Regions from separate parts of the Gossypium hirsutum genome. Here region 1 is linked to region 2. The links are chromatin contacts, called in public Hi-C maps. All regions are on one chromosome and are shown on one strand. The core of a region is the stretch at or near the end of the contact, and the rest is flanking DNA. Distances in the headings are between cores, read along the strand shown.

Region 1 (7,043 bases), core at 2,003-4,502, 320 kb after region 2:
GCATACATGGCTTATTTATCATCGTGATTTGAGAACTAGCTAAATCAGATTTGGATCTTATGTGTTACATCTCTATTACAGACTTACACTCAACTATTCATACATATCTTCAACATTTACAACCTAGTGGATATGGTTTTAAAATAAAAATTACAAATGAGTATACAACAAACAACTACAATCATTATATGAAGGGTTGCAGTTGTTAGGACTTGTGGACAAATCTCTGAACATGATTACATTATTTCTATTTATTACAACAGACTCGACCATGCCTGCCCAAACCTACTTTGCATGCATAATAGCCCACTTCACCATTCTTTTGGTGTAGCCCTAGCATCGTCCCTTCTGGCACAGGCCTTAATCAACTTACTTGTGACATAAAACACTAAGGTAAGTTCATGAGAACTTAGTGAAATGAACTCCATTTACCTGTATCATCTCATTACAATTCATTTGGTAATTTCATTATCATCTCATTGTTCCTCATTCTTTAACTTGACTTTGGCGAGTATCTTTCTTCTTCATACAATAGACGTCATACCTTGCTTTATGACTACTCCTAACCCTTAGCATCTTCAAAACCTTATGTTTTTCACCCAGCCTTTTCATGATTTCCTTAATTGTTCCCATTCTAGAACCCATACCTATAAAACACTGTTGATCGAGTTATTCTTCTAGTCTACTTGGTCATACTATGAATTCACTACATTCCCTAGCATGTTCTATCTTCTCTGGACATATCTTAAGACTATGCAGGATATACCACAACATTTCCTACGGAACTGTTTCTTCAGAGTTCGCTATACGTACTATTCCTTCAAAGTTCATCATATGTACTATTCCTTCAGATTTGCCATACGTACTATTTGTTCAAAGTTTTTCATACTTACCATTTTTTAGAGTTAGCCTTACATATCATTCTTTCAGGGTTTGTCATACTTGTCATTTCTCTCTTTCAAGGTCTGTGACAAAAGCGTTTCCTTTAGATGATTTCCATAAGGGCCTTCCTTTAAAAGGCGCCATGAAGGCGTTCCTTTCCATAGATCGTTACAAAGGTTTCCATTTCATAGATTGCTACAAACGCTTCCATTTTATGTTGTGTTCACGATAGGGATTCGCTTAGACTCACATTATGTGAGGTTTGCCCCTAATTGTCTTGGATCACGTAGAGAACTCCATTAGGTGATAACCTTCATTTAGTTCTTTCCATATGATGCCATAACCTACCAGTTATGGTCTTATACAATATGGTCTTTCCATATGACGCCATAGCCCACCAGCTATGGTCTTACACAGTATTGTTCCATGGACTTTTCCTTTCAAAGAATCGTGTTTAAAGTCTCAACAGACTCTTTTAGATGACTCCGTTGAGACAGACAAAAACTCACTTAACAATTATTTCATGCTTTGATTCCATACATAAGTTAACATACATTTCATTTCATATCATCTCATGCATTCCAAAAGTACTCATATAGTTTCATTTCATCATTAGAACAACTGTCTCATGCTTAACCTATCAGTTTCTTCATGAACTATACATGCACGACTCATTTAGCGTTCACAATCTGGCCATTTTCTATAGAAACATCACAATTAATACCTTACATGTGAAAGTTAACTTAGGGATTCACCTGTCAAGAATGTATAGTAGGTTGAGCTCTAGATCCAAGATCCTTTTAGGAGTTACAGTAACCACTGCCTCTTAAAACAAAAGAACACCATAAAAATTCATTCGGATAACTTTTCCATCATCTTAAATACAAATAACCTATAAACAAAGCCTTACTTTTTTAGGCATTCATGTAGATCTACTTTTCAGAGTCATAAAACTCACCTCGACATGGACAAATTTATAGAAGAATCTAGAGGTTAGGATCTAGCTTAAAGAAAAATGCTTCTCCTTTCCTCCAGCCATAGGTTTTAATATTTCTAAAAGAGAAGAGAACTCCCTTTATTTCAACTTGAAGACCTATTAAAATAGTCCAAAGTCTTTATTGGAACTTGATAAATGTCACATCACCACTGACTTATCTTATCAAGGGTCTACAAATTCTGAGGAAACTAATTCTGTACTTTCCCTTTCTCTTTTAAATATCATGGTTCTCGTTCGGTTAGTTCCTAACCAACTTACGTTATAACTTAAATTGTACAGTATCATGGGGAAAATGGTATACTACTTCTAACGTGGGCTTATACCTTCAGTATCTATTTACCTGACCACATTATTCTTCTATCAATTCACAATTATCTAGCGTGGAACTCTTAACATCTTGAACATACAATTGTGTCTGCCCCCATAATGCTTCAAAAAGAGCACTTGGGCAGTTACAAATTCGCCAATTGTACTTTTCAAAGGCTACGCAGGACTTTGTGCCAGCAAGAACTGAGGCGTTATAGGCTTGCTCAAAGAATTCTTATACTTATTCAACTTCTTATACTTTACACACACTCAAAACTTACTATTTATGCCTTCCTTCCATAAACATCGTTTGAACACTAGGGTTTCATCGGGTAGGATGCTGCATAATAAGCTAGCGGACATATATAATTAGGGCTCAAATAATTTATAATTAAATTTTAATTTTTCACCTATTAATTATAAACTTACTTAGTAATAAATTCATTCCATTATAATATCGTGATTGAGCTCTCCCCAGTTACATACCATTACAAAAGCTACTCAATAAGTGCTCATCCAATGACCTTGTCATAAGTGTGTTACCCTCATAAGATATCATTAATCTCTTTGGGATAAATTCATTCTCCCAATATGATCCTATTTTATCTCATAGTAGCCATTTATAGTTTACCCAAAAGTAGTTGTAATCATTTAAATTTGTCACAAGTACTTACAATTGTAATTTTATAAATATTATCACAAAAAATAAATAATTGTACCAACTTAACAATAATTACAAATGCAATAGTCTTAATTAGTATAGAGTGATAATTAAAAATTTTGTTAAACACTCATTTGACACGAATTCAAACCATGTTATCCTTATCTCCATCCGTATAATATATAAAAGAAAACATGTTAGGCCTTTAAATTTAAATCTTGTAAATTATAAAGACTAAATTTATAACTTTACTGACTATTTCCTTTTCAACCACAACTGCGTTTTTCTTGTAGTTAAAACCCAGGTGATAGCATGGGCTAGCTAATAGCAACCAACCATTCTTGTGGGTAGTTAGGCCTGGACCAATCCATGGTTTAGAATGGCTTCAACCACTGCTAAATGGTTTCTGGAAACATTGAGTGGTAGCCTAGGAGGGTACATATGGTTTAATGGGCTCCTCAAGACAAGCCTTAGCTCATCCAGCTTGGTAGCTTTTTGGACTCACAAATCACAAGTCCCGCCTTTAACTTGGAATGCTACACCAACACAATAAATACAAATAAATTTAGAAAAAAAAAGAAAGATAATACAAATATGAAAGAAATTATATGAAAACCATAAATTTTATATAAAGAAAATATCTTTTTTGAAAATTTATATAAATATAACATTTTAAACATGATTATAATATACAAATTAATATGCACCATGTTCTATATTATTATAATTTGAGAGTACAAGTGAAAGGGGTCATAATTAAGGACGGAACCAAGATAAAATATCAAGGAGTGGCCAAGCATAGTAGTTTGTACTATTTTAATACTAAATAATTTAAGTTTTATTCTGATAAAAAATTTTGATTTGATTAATACAACTTGTATTGATGCGTATCAATTCGTACTATTTGATATAGGATTTTAATATTTTATTTTTAAATATTTTTAAATATTTTATAAGTTTGGATAAAAAAGAATTATAAATAACCCTAAAATATATGTAAAAATTAAATAATATCCCTATGAATTAATTGAACAGCACACAATCTTATGAGAATCACCAACCACACTACTGATTTTCACAATCACAAACAAAAGAAAGAAGAGTAATTTTAAAATATACAAAAAATTGTTGAGGTATACCTTTTTGTGAAGAAAAGTTCCAAATCTCTTGAACCAATCTTTAGAAATTGCTAAATATATTGCTTTAATATCATGAAAAATTAATTTCTTTTTAGAAACATATTTGAAATAATTTAAAAATAAGAAAAAAAAAACTCTAAACTTACAAACCCAAAAGAAAAAAAAACTCACAAACTTACGGTATGAAAATTTAACAACAAAATGGTGTGATGTGAATAGTGAATTAGTGGTTTGTTAAAAGATAGCTAAAAAATTATTGAACACAATTCAATCATCAGATTTCATGTTTCATTCATGTAGATCACATATGTTAAGTTTGGAGTAAATTAAATATTTAATTATTTGTTTTATGTAAAAATTTTGAAACTTTGAATATATATTAATATAAACATTATTTTAGATCGATATGATAAAGATATCAGATTGATTCAAATATTTACAAGTATGACAAATACAATTATATTGATAAATTCAATAATTGGATTGTTAAAATATTAGTTATAATAAAAGTTACAAAGTGCATCCCTCCCTTTTATATATATATATCCGTGAATAAGCACTTGCTCTTAACAATTAAGTAAAAGACACTTACCCCTATCAAGTTTAATGTAAAATTATCCCTATAGTTTCAAGAATATCTACTTATCTCTCTCAAGTTTGAAAAAAAATCCCACAAACCCCTTTAAAATCTATTTACTAAGCAAACCTTAAATAAAAAAAGACAATTATCTCTTTTTATTATTCATCAATTCATTTTCTATTTGATTTATTCATTTCTCTTTTAATTAAAAAATAACGAAATTTTAATTACATATGAAATCCTACAAAATGAAATATATTTGACTTCTTTCATTAAAAAATTATATTCAACTTCAACTAAAAGTAAATATTTTAAATTTATATTTAATTTAATTATATATTAATCTTGATACATTCATTAAATTATTTTATGTAAAATTAATTAGTTACCATTATTAAAAAAAATTTCATGGAAATTTTATTAAAATATAAAAGTAAAAAATTATCTCAAGATTAATATTATAATTAAATAATTAACATGTATTTGTATAGAAAAATCATTAAATAAGAAACAAACCGTAAAAGAGATGACAATAAAATAAAATAAAATTATAACTTTTATCTCAAGTGATAGTCTAGTTACCTATAAGTGTCTTATAGCATATTGGGCACATATTTATATCCCACCAAGAGTAAATGTTGAGATTTCTTTAGTGGGTGACCATGTATATCCGCGTGGTTCATTTTATTAAGCACCCAACAAAGCGTCCTCACACTATGAACCTTCTACCTCTTTAGGCACCTATGCTTTCATTAGAGTCAAAAGAAAAAAAAAACCCACCAAAGATATTATCAACAAGTTGAAGGGTTCATTGGCTCCCGATGGACAAAACTTTGCAGACTTCTGACAATGGAATCAACTTCCCTCAACAAGGCCTTAGCTTAATTGGATGGTTAAGGTCTTGGGAACTTTAAGATCCCAAGTTCAAGTCCCACTCTTTGTAAACCATGTGTGGGTTCTTAACCTATATTTATTATGGTTTATGTTTTACTATACGTGGATTTTGTATAGATTATGTTGGTAGTTTTGATATATTCTGATTATTAGTTTGATTGTGCTTTTTATTGATTAATATGATTATTTGAATGTATTCTTTGTAATTGTTATTGTGGCTATAAATATAACTTCAAAAAAAAAAAACTTGCATATATATTAATTGAACAATGCATTATTTTAACATTTGATTATATTAGAATATAGTACAAATAATAATTAAAATGATTTCATAATTAATTAAATATTTATTATTTTTAATTAAAAGTATTAAACATAAAAAATTCAAAATAACAAAAAATAGAATAATAAATAACTAATAAAGGGTAGAGTTATCCTTTAATTTAAAATTCATTTAATAAGAGGAGGCTAGTGGATTTTTCATCCAATCTTAGGAGATAGGTGAGTATTTTAAAAATCACAAGGTAAAATTTAATCATAGAGAGGTTTCGAATGCTTTTCTCTTAACAATTTGCTATTTTTTGTTTCATTCAAACTAGAAATTCTATCACATGTGTATACATGTGAAAACCACGTATTTAGAATATAAGTACAAGTTTAAAAATAATATAAAATAAACAATAAAATGTAAGGTTTGAAATTCATAAAAAAATACAATATGTATGAAATTGAAATAAAAATAGTTTAAAGTGTCAAAAAAGAAGAAGGAAATTTAAATAGGTAATACATCATATTAAGACTATTAATTAAACCCCAACTGTTTATCACAGTATTGTCATTTTTCTTGAGTTGGTATTAAGTTAATTTATATCATCAACTCAATTAACAACATTATCAATACTAGTAATTCTATCACAAGCGTAAATTGTGAAAATCAAGTATTTAGAACATGTGTGTGTTTTTAAAAATAATATCTAATAAAAAATAAAATGTATTGTTTGAAACTAATAATAATAACATATATTCAATAGGTATGAAAATAGAAAAAAATAAATTAGTTTAAATTGTGAGTAGAATTAAATTTAAACAAGTCAATACATGTGATTAAGAATACTAAATGCACTATAATTGCTTTTGAACTCGTGTTGTTGATTTTCTATAGCACTTAAATGTTATTCTTAAGTAACATTATTGAACATATTATCAAAATGTCAAAATGTTATAATGTTGGTGAAAGAAAAATTCAACATTAAAAATATAGTTATAAAAGATTTAGTTAACAATTGAATCATAGGTAGGGTAGTAACTTAAATTAAAAAAAAACTCTCATCAAACTTGAGTTGATATCGAGTTGAGTTAGGACACTAATTTAATCAACAATATTATTAATAAGAAATTTGTAAACTCACCATGTGAGTGAAAAGTAATAAAAATATTAAAATAATAAAATTTATTTAAAATAGGAAAGAAAAGGAATTATTTAGTGGTTAAAATAGTGATTAAAATATGGATTTTTTAATTAAGATATAATGTTTTAGTTTGTTATTCTTGCACGTCTCTATTCTGCTTCTCTAGCACATTTGT
Region 2 (6,898 bases), core at 1,460-3,959:
AAGGGATCGTTAAACTCTAAGGTGCCTCAGTAGCACTAAAAAAAAGCGTTACATATTACCATCAGTGAGTGGCATCTAACTATAACACCAGTAAGGCAGTACTTTAGCTGCTATAGCCTTTGAATTTTAGAACATGGAAGCAAAATCAGTAGTCTACACTCTAAATTCCTTAGTTTGAAGAGTCATACACAAAAAAATAAAATAAAAAAAGAAATACTCCAGGAAAGTTAAAAAATATTAACAGAACCACGAAAAGGATATATGCATCAAATAAAGGATTTTAATTGGGCACCTCCCTTCTATGTAAAGAAATTTGTGATTACGAAAATAACAGGTAACTACTCCAGAATGCAAATACAAACATAACAGTTAGCGCTATAGTCTATTCTTTCAAACATAAACGGCATCGGAAGTTTCATTCTTCCTCACTAAATTACCCTAACTTTAAATAAGAAAACCACTCAATTCAACGCCAAATCTTCCATGTCTCAACTCTAGATATCATGATTATTGAAAGTTCCTCTCCCCAGTTATTTTCCATTTGGGAAATAATAAAACTAAACAACTCTCTTAAGACATTAGTTATTTCAAATATGGAAAAAAAATCAGAGATAAATTTAAGTTATTTCTTATAGGGCAAGGAAATCAAATAAAAGATATATAAGGATTTTTTTTTAAAAAGGAGGAAAAATCACGTTTCAGAGTACCAAAAATGAAAGATTGATACATTTAACTAATTTTCTTTTTCTTATAGGGCAAGAAAATTAATTAAAAGAAATAAAAAATAATATATACCGGTCGGAGGTCCAAGAGTTTGATAACCTCGGACACCACCTCCTCTTCTGCCATACGAGGCTTCACTTTCTTCATTAACAACAGCCTAGGATTCGAATAACAATGTTCAAATAACATTCTAAACTAATTTACATAAGAATGCCGATCTTGATAAATTAATTCAAAAGAAAGAAAATTAAGAAGCTTACGGGGACTGAGCCGAGTAAATGACTAGAAGGAAGATTCCAATACGACGATTCATCCATTGAAAGTAAGAGATCGAACTAAGAGTTTAACAAAAAAGAGATTTGGTTTTTCTTTTGGAAAGTGGAAATTAGTTAAAAGGAGAAAAGTTCCGATGAGTTTTCCTTGCCGTAGTTTAGAAGCAACGGAGACGACGAGGGAAAGAAATACTTTGACTAAACCGTCAACTACTTATAGCTCTAACTTTCTTGGGACGCGCCATTTATAAGCGCTGCGTTTCACGCGCTTCCTTGCCTTTTTAATTTTTCCAGCTACGTTCACATGATTAGTCTTTCACTTTTGGATTATTGATGGGTCTACCTGGCTCCAGTTTTTATACTTTAATTGACGGCTCATGTATTCATGGGATGGTTTGGGTTCAACCCCTATGAATGAATACCTTATTTTTATTATTCTAACAATATTAAATAAAATTTTATTATTAAAATAGTATTTCCATTTGCTATATTTCAAATAAAAATACTTGTATTTCACTAGTAAAATTCTTTTAAAAATCTTAGATTGAAAAAATGTGCATTTAAATGCCATTGAATCTATGTTCTTTTAATTACTAAGCTATAACTCAATCAACTTGTCTTCGTTTATGTTAAATGACTTGATGCATGTACCTAAAATTCACACAAAAAGTCTCCTTAACTAGAATTTACATTTTCAACAATGCCAACTATATTCAAACTTAGAATCATGGAGTTGAATTAATTTCTTATGAAGTACTTAGATTTAGAATGATATCTTTAGAAGAACGTGAATCACTTGACTTATAAATTTGGACTTTTCTTTTCTCCCAGATTCATTAGCAATAGGCCAGGCAATCGGATTTATACAACCAACATTGCTTTCTGGGGTCGCCCATGCAGCACCAACAGTTAACTTGAGGGCTACATTCAAAGTGCAACAGACATGGTCCAAGGTTAATGTTCGCATTAAGCAATCTCTTACCTGTTTTTACACAAAATAAAATAAAATAAAATAAATATAGTATTTAATATTTGATATATTCACAGCATATTTTTTTTTATAAAATTATCACAAGTCTCTTATATATATAAATATTTTACTATATTCTTACAGGAGACTTATCAATTTATTGACTCTGGTTCTGAAGTTAAAAACTCTACTGATAGTATATCAAAATTTTAAAAAATACTATGTTTAATAAAATTAAGTATTAAGTATTAAATATTAAAAACATTTAGTTTATTCCTTAAAAGAAATATTTAGTTTATAAATTTACTTTTATATCATAATAATATATTCAAAATAATTTTGGATAAAACTTTAAAAAAAATAATTTCCTTTCTTAGTTCAAACATATAAATTTAAATAAAACTATCTAAATATATTTTATCCTATGTACTTATTAACTCCATTCAACAAACCATGATTTTCGAATTTTATATTAAATAAAAAACTATTTAATACTTAAACACTTTCAAAAATTAAATTACAACTTTTCTCCAATACATTATGAAATGCGCTGAAATTTTAAATCAATAATGGAAATGATTAATTGGTCGACTTACCTTCTACAACCAATACAAGGAAAGCCAAAGCAAATAAAACAAGAGCAGAATGACCAGCCACGAACTTGGAATTTCTCATGATATAGAATATTAATGAAGAGTTTCCGTTTTGAATCTAGGATTGCAACAACTTCTAAGATTGATAGGTTTATATAGGAATTCATTGTTAACACTTAACAGTATCCCCTCAATTTGTGTATGTAAATATTGTGTGTTTAAAAATATAGTTGTGTTGTTATAGTAATTTGTAGGTTGTAAGTTTAAGTATGATGAATTGCATAATAACATTTTATTTTAAGGTTTTAGAGATTATGTATAGTTTAAAAATTCTATAAAAAAGTATTATATAATAACACAATAATTGGGAATAATTTGTTACTATGGTTCACATCATGTGTAGTGCGGAGAGCCATTGGAGTTGGTGGCTTTTGAGGGTCTCATTTGAAGACATTTTTGAGAGAGATTGGATAAAGTATTGTCACTCTTGTGATGGAGATAGATTTTATAGAGGAATTTTGGTATGGGTCCCAATGAAATGATATCTGGTGACTACGAGTATGAGTGCTTCATTAGAATGATGGGGTGACTCACATTCTAATGAAACTCTGATGCCCATATAACCACCTTATATATTAGGATATCATTTCAGTGGGAACCACATCAAAACTCTTCCTCTATAAAAGTTCTCTTTATCATAAAAAAAAAAGAAAAAGAAAAAGAAGAGAGGTTCCAAGATATATGCCAAAGCATTCCTAATCTCTCCAAGCTCATGGGACCCTTCAAAATCACTAACTTAAGTGGCTTTTCGCACCAAATGGAGTATGAACAACCATTGCAAATGCTCTCAAATTTTGTGTAATAATAGTTGGTGTCATATGTGGGAACTAAGCAAAAGATCATGTCTCTTCCATGAGTAAGAATCCATGGCTTAATTCCCTCAAGCTTTTTATCTTTCTTCATTTATATATCTCTTGAAGCTTTTAGTAGTGTGGGGTCTCTTGAAGTTGTTGTCTAATTTGGGTTTCTTGAAGTTTTTAACTTAAGGGGGCAATGCAAATATTTCCTTCAAATACATCAAAAAAAGTACTACTTATACTCCTAAGAGAGGGTTAACATGGGGCTAATAGGAAGCCTTTTTCCAACACCTAAGGGTTACTCGTTTGCATACTAAGGGTCCCTTCACTAGCACACTAGGGGAGCCATTTGCTAGCACACCAAAGGGGCTACTCCCCTACACATAAGGGGGCCCTACGTTAGTACACCAGGGGATCCCTCGCTCGCAGACTAGAAAGCCTTTGGTTAGAGGAGGCCCTTCATTTAAAAGGGAACTCCCATGGTTAGGAAGGGATAAGAACTAACTATGACATTCGTATATACATTCAAGTTTGCAAAAGAAGAAAAAAAATCAAAAACCACTCCTCTAGAACTCTCAAAATTTATATAAGATAATTACTCTTATACTTAAAAAAAATATTATGAGAAATTACTTTTACGAATTCCTATTTTAGTACTCCATTAACATTTTTACAATATTGAAATATAAAAACAAATGTCCTAATTTTTAGTTAATTAAAGCTTTTGATTGTGTACACATTAAAAAAAGAAGAAGCTTTTGATTGGGTTACAAGTTAAGTGTGATAAACTCAATTAAAGAAACAGACAAAACACAAAATTTTAAATCTATGTCTATCTATACTATATATAAAGTTTCTAATTGCATGGATTACGAGCCAAGTGACACTAGAGGTGCTCATGGGCCGGGTGGCCCGGCCCGACCCGACGGCCCGCCCGAAATATGGGAGGGTTTGGGTAAAAATATAGGCCTGAAATATGGGCTTGGGCAAAAAAATGAGGCCCGTTTAAAAAACGGGCTGAGCCTCGGGCACCACTTTTTTGGCCCGGGCCCTGCCCGAATATAATAATTATATATATATTTTTTATTTTTTTAATTTTAAAATATTTTTAAAATACTTTTTTTTTAAATTTTTTTTATTTTTAAAATAAATTTTTAGTGTTTTATTAAAAAATGGGCCGGGCTTGGGCTTAGGAATTTTTTCCCGGGCTGGGCCTGGATAAAATATCAGGCCCATATTTCGGGCCGGGCCGGGCCCGGGGCCTAGGATGCGGGCCGAAATTTTTTCTGGCCCCGGCCCGAACCCAGCCCTGCCCATGAGCACCTCTAAGTGACACTAACACTACAAGTGTCATGCCTCAAAATATAGAGGGTTAATTGAAATAAATAATCAAGAAATTGAATAGGCTTGATGGTTAAGTAGTTAGTGCATTATTTAGAGACCCTAGGTTTAAGCCACTCTTCTCTCATTTCTTTTCTTTTTAATTTCAACAAATTAGGACAAAAACACACCAAATCAAATATTATTTGGAGTAAAAATTAAACAAGAAATAAACGTTAGCCTAATAGTAATACGCTTTTTTTGCCCCTTACATAACCAGGTTTGAGCCACCCAAGTCTTTTTCATTTTATTTTCGGTAGACTAGGGGAAATTACCATGCAACCTTTTAAGATTTGAAAACCCTAGCTATTTAGTCCAATTTTCCCAATTAGATAAGGATTTTTCTTTCTTTTAAACCCCGATCAAAGTTCTATTTTCTTTCCCCATTTCTTCCCATCTTTTTCATTCTCTTCTTTGCATAAAAAATTTTCTTACCATTGCTGAAATTATTTCTGTTTCCTGAATTAAAATTTATTCCCAATTCAAGTTGTTTTTCAACTCAATTCGTAATTGTCATTAGAAACATTCCTCATCTTTGCCAAGAAGCGGTAAGTACGTCTCAATTCTGATGTTTGATCTCAAATCTTTATAGAATTTCTATCCAATACTAATCTTATGATCGATTAAACGATCTTTCACGATTCTTTCCAAAGATATTCTCACATATCAAAAATGGGGTTAGTAGAATCAGGGTTTACGAACCAAGTCAGTGGTCACTATTAGAATTTTAAGTTTTTTCCTTGCATTTCAGGGACAAGAATGAGCCTATTGGTTTAGTGGTAACGCTTTAGCTTACCTAGAGGTCTCATGTTTGAATCTTTATACGTGCAAAGTAAAAATATTTTTGCTACTCCCTTAGTCTGTGCCGCCCATGTTGTCAGATTTTTGGTCTAATTCAAACTTCAAGTTAATTGATAGAATTAGTAACTAAAAATTGAATAGGTGAGATTTTTATTGTGTTAAATTTTCAAAATTTGAAACATTATCCCCTAAAATTACTTCTAGTGTTGTCCTTCTCTCCTCCACTTTTCCAATTTCGATTTTGTTTCATTTTTTTTATTATAACCCTTTTTTTGTTGCCATTTTCTCTATTATTTCTTTTTTGCTTCTTTAATTTTTTTCTTTGCTATGCTGTTTATTATATACTAAAATTCTAGCAATCTTGTGTCGTCTCTTCCTATGCGTACGCCATTGATGTTGCTATTCCTCAAAAGTCTCATTTTCTTCTTTTACATCTTCGTTCAACACAGATCCGAAGCAGGTGAAGTGTGAGTGCTATTGTTTCTGAGTTTTAATCAGTTTTCTTCAATTCTTTTATTCCGTTGTGTTTGAAACCCTCTTAGTTCTGGTGTATTTGTGTAATTAAGTTTCAGATTCATATAGTAGAGGTGAACCGGTCGATTGTTAGTGCTGTAGAATCGTGTTTCTAGGTGAGTGTCTTAAACACTTGCAATCAGTGGATGTTTCTGTGCTTTAACCTTGTGATTTGTAGCAAAATTGAGTGTGATTTTGGACCACATGGTCATCTAACACGGGCGTGTGCCACACACGGGTGGTTTACACAACTATGTGCCATTATAGGTGTTAGGGTTACTTCTTGAATACACGACCCAGGGTGAGTCACATGGCCATGTGACCACTGTTGGGGAAATTGAAAATTTTGACACGGCCGAGAGCCCTTCACACAGCTTGAGACACGGCCATGTCTCTCCTACAAGTTTATGTTGAAATTGTCATACGGGCACATAGAGTTACACGATTTGTCCACACGACCATGTACCTTAGCCACACGGCCGTGTACCTTATCCATACAAATGTGTATCCTTATAACACAGTTTGAACCATTCCACACAGTAATGTTTTCCTATTTTACTATTTTTACCACTTTTTTACAGCTTGATTCATTTTTTGCCCTGAGTGATCCTTTGCATGTTAGAGTTTCTGTAGGTATGATTAAGATATTATTACTGAATACTGAATAATAGTGTTTGATATAATACTGACTGAATATATATATGCACTTTTGATTCTGTTATTGGTGTTGGTTGCAAGTATGTTTATGCTTTACTGAGAATTGAATATGAGCATGTTTGATTTGATAAG

What was found. A called contact is a pair of places that touch in the nucleus more often than the background predicts.
Region 1: a contact with region 2 is called in a Hi-C map of leaf, with 2.4 times the contacts expected there. The contact joins the enhancer-like site here to the promoter of LOC107955140 in region 2. A contact is called at or near these places in 8 of 34 Hi-C or Micro-C datasets (anther, callus, hypocotyl and 1 more).

What each region holds. Positions count from the first base shown.
Region 1 is chrD04:12,411,204-12,418,246 of Gossypium_hirsutum_v2.1, forward strand. No RefSeq gene overlaps it. Among protein-coding and RNA genes, the nearest start is that of LOC107955147, 27 kb to the left of the region's middle. Within about 2 kb of position 3,253, at least 2 of the 9 cell types and tissues checked have an H3K27ac peak or open chromatin away from gene starts, as enhancers often do. A contact at or near this core is called in leaf, where this site is marked.
Region 2 is chrD04:12,094,178-12,101,075 of Gossypium_hirsutum_v2.1, forward strand. It overlaps LOC107955140 (protein YIPF1 homolog), which reads right to left and starts at 2,710. Exons shown (of 6, transcript XM_041091995.1): 1 at 2,562-2,710; 2 at 984-1,977; 3 at 796-880. The coding sequence starts at 1,040.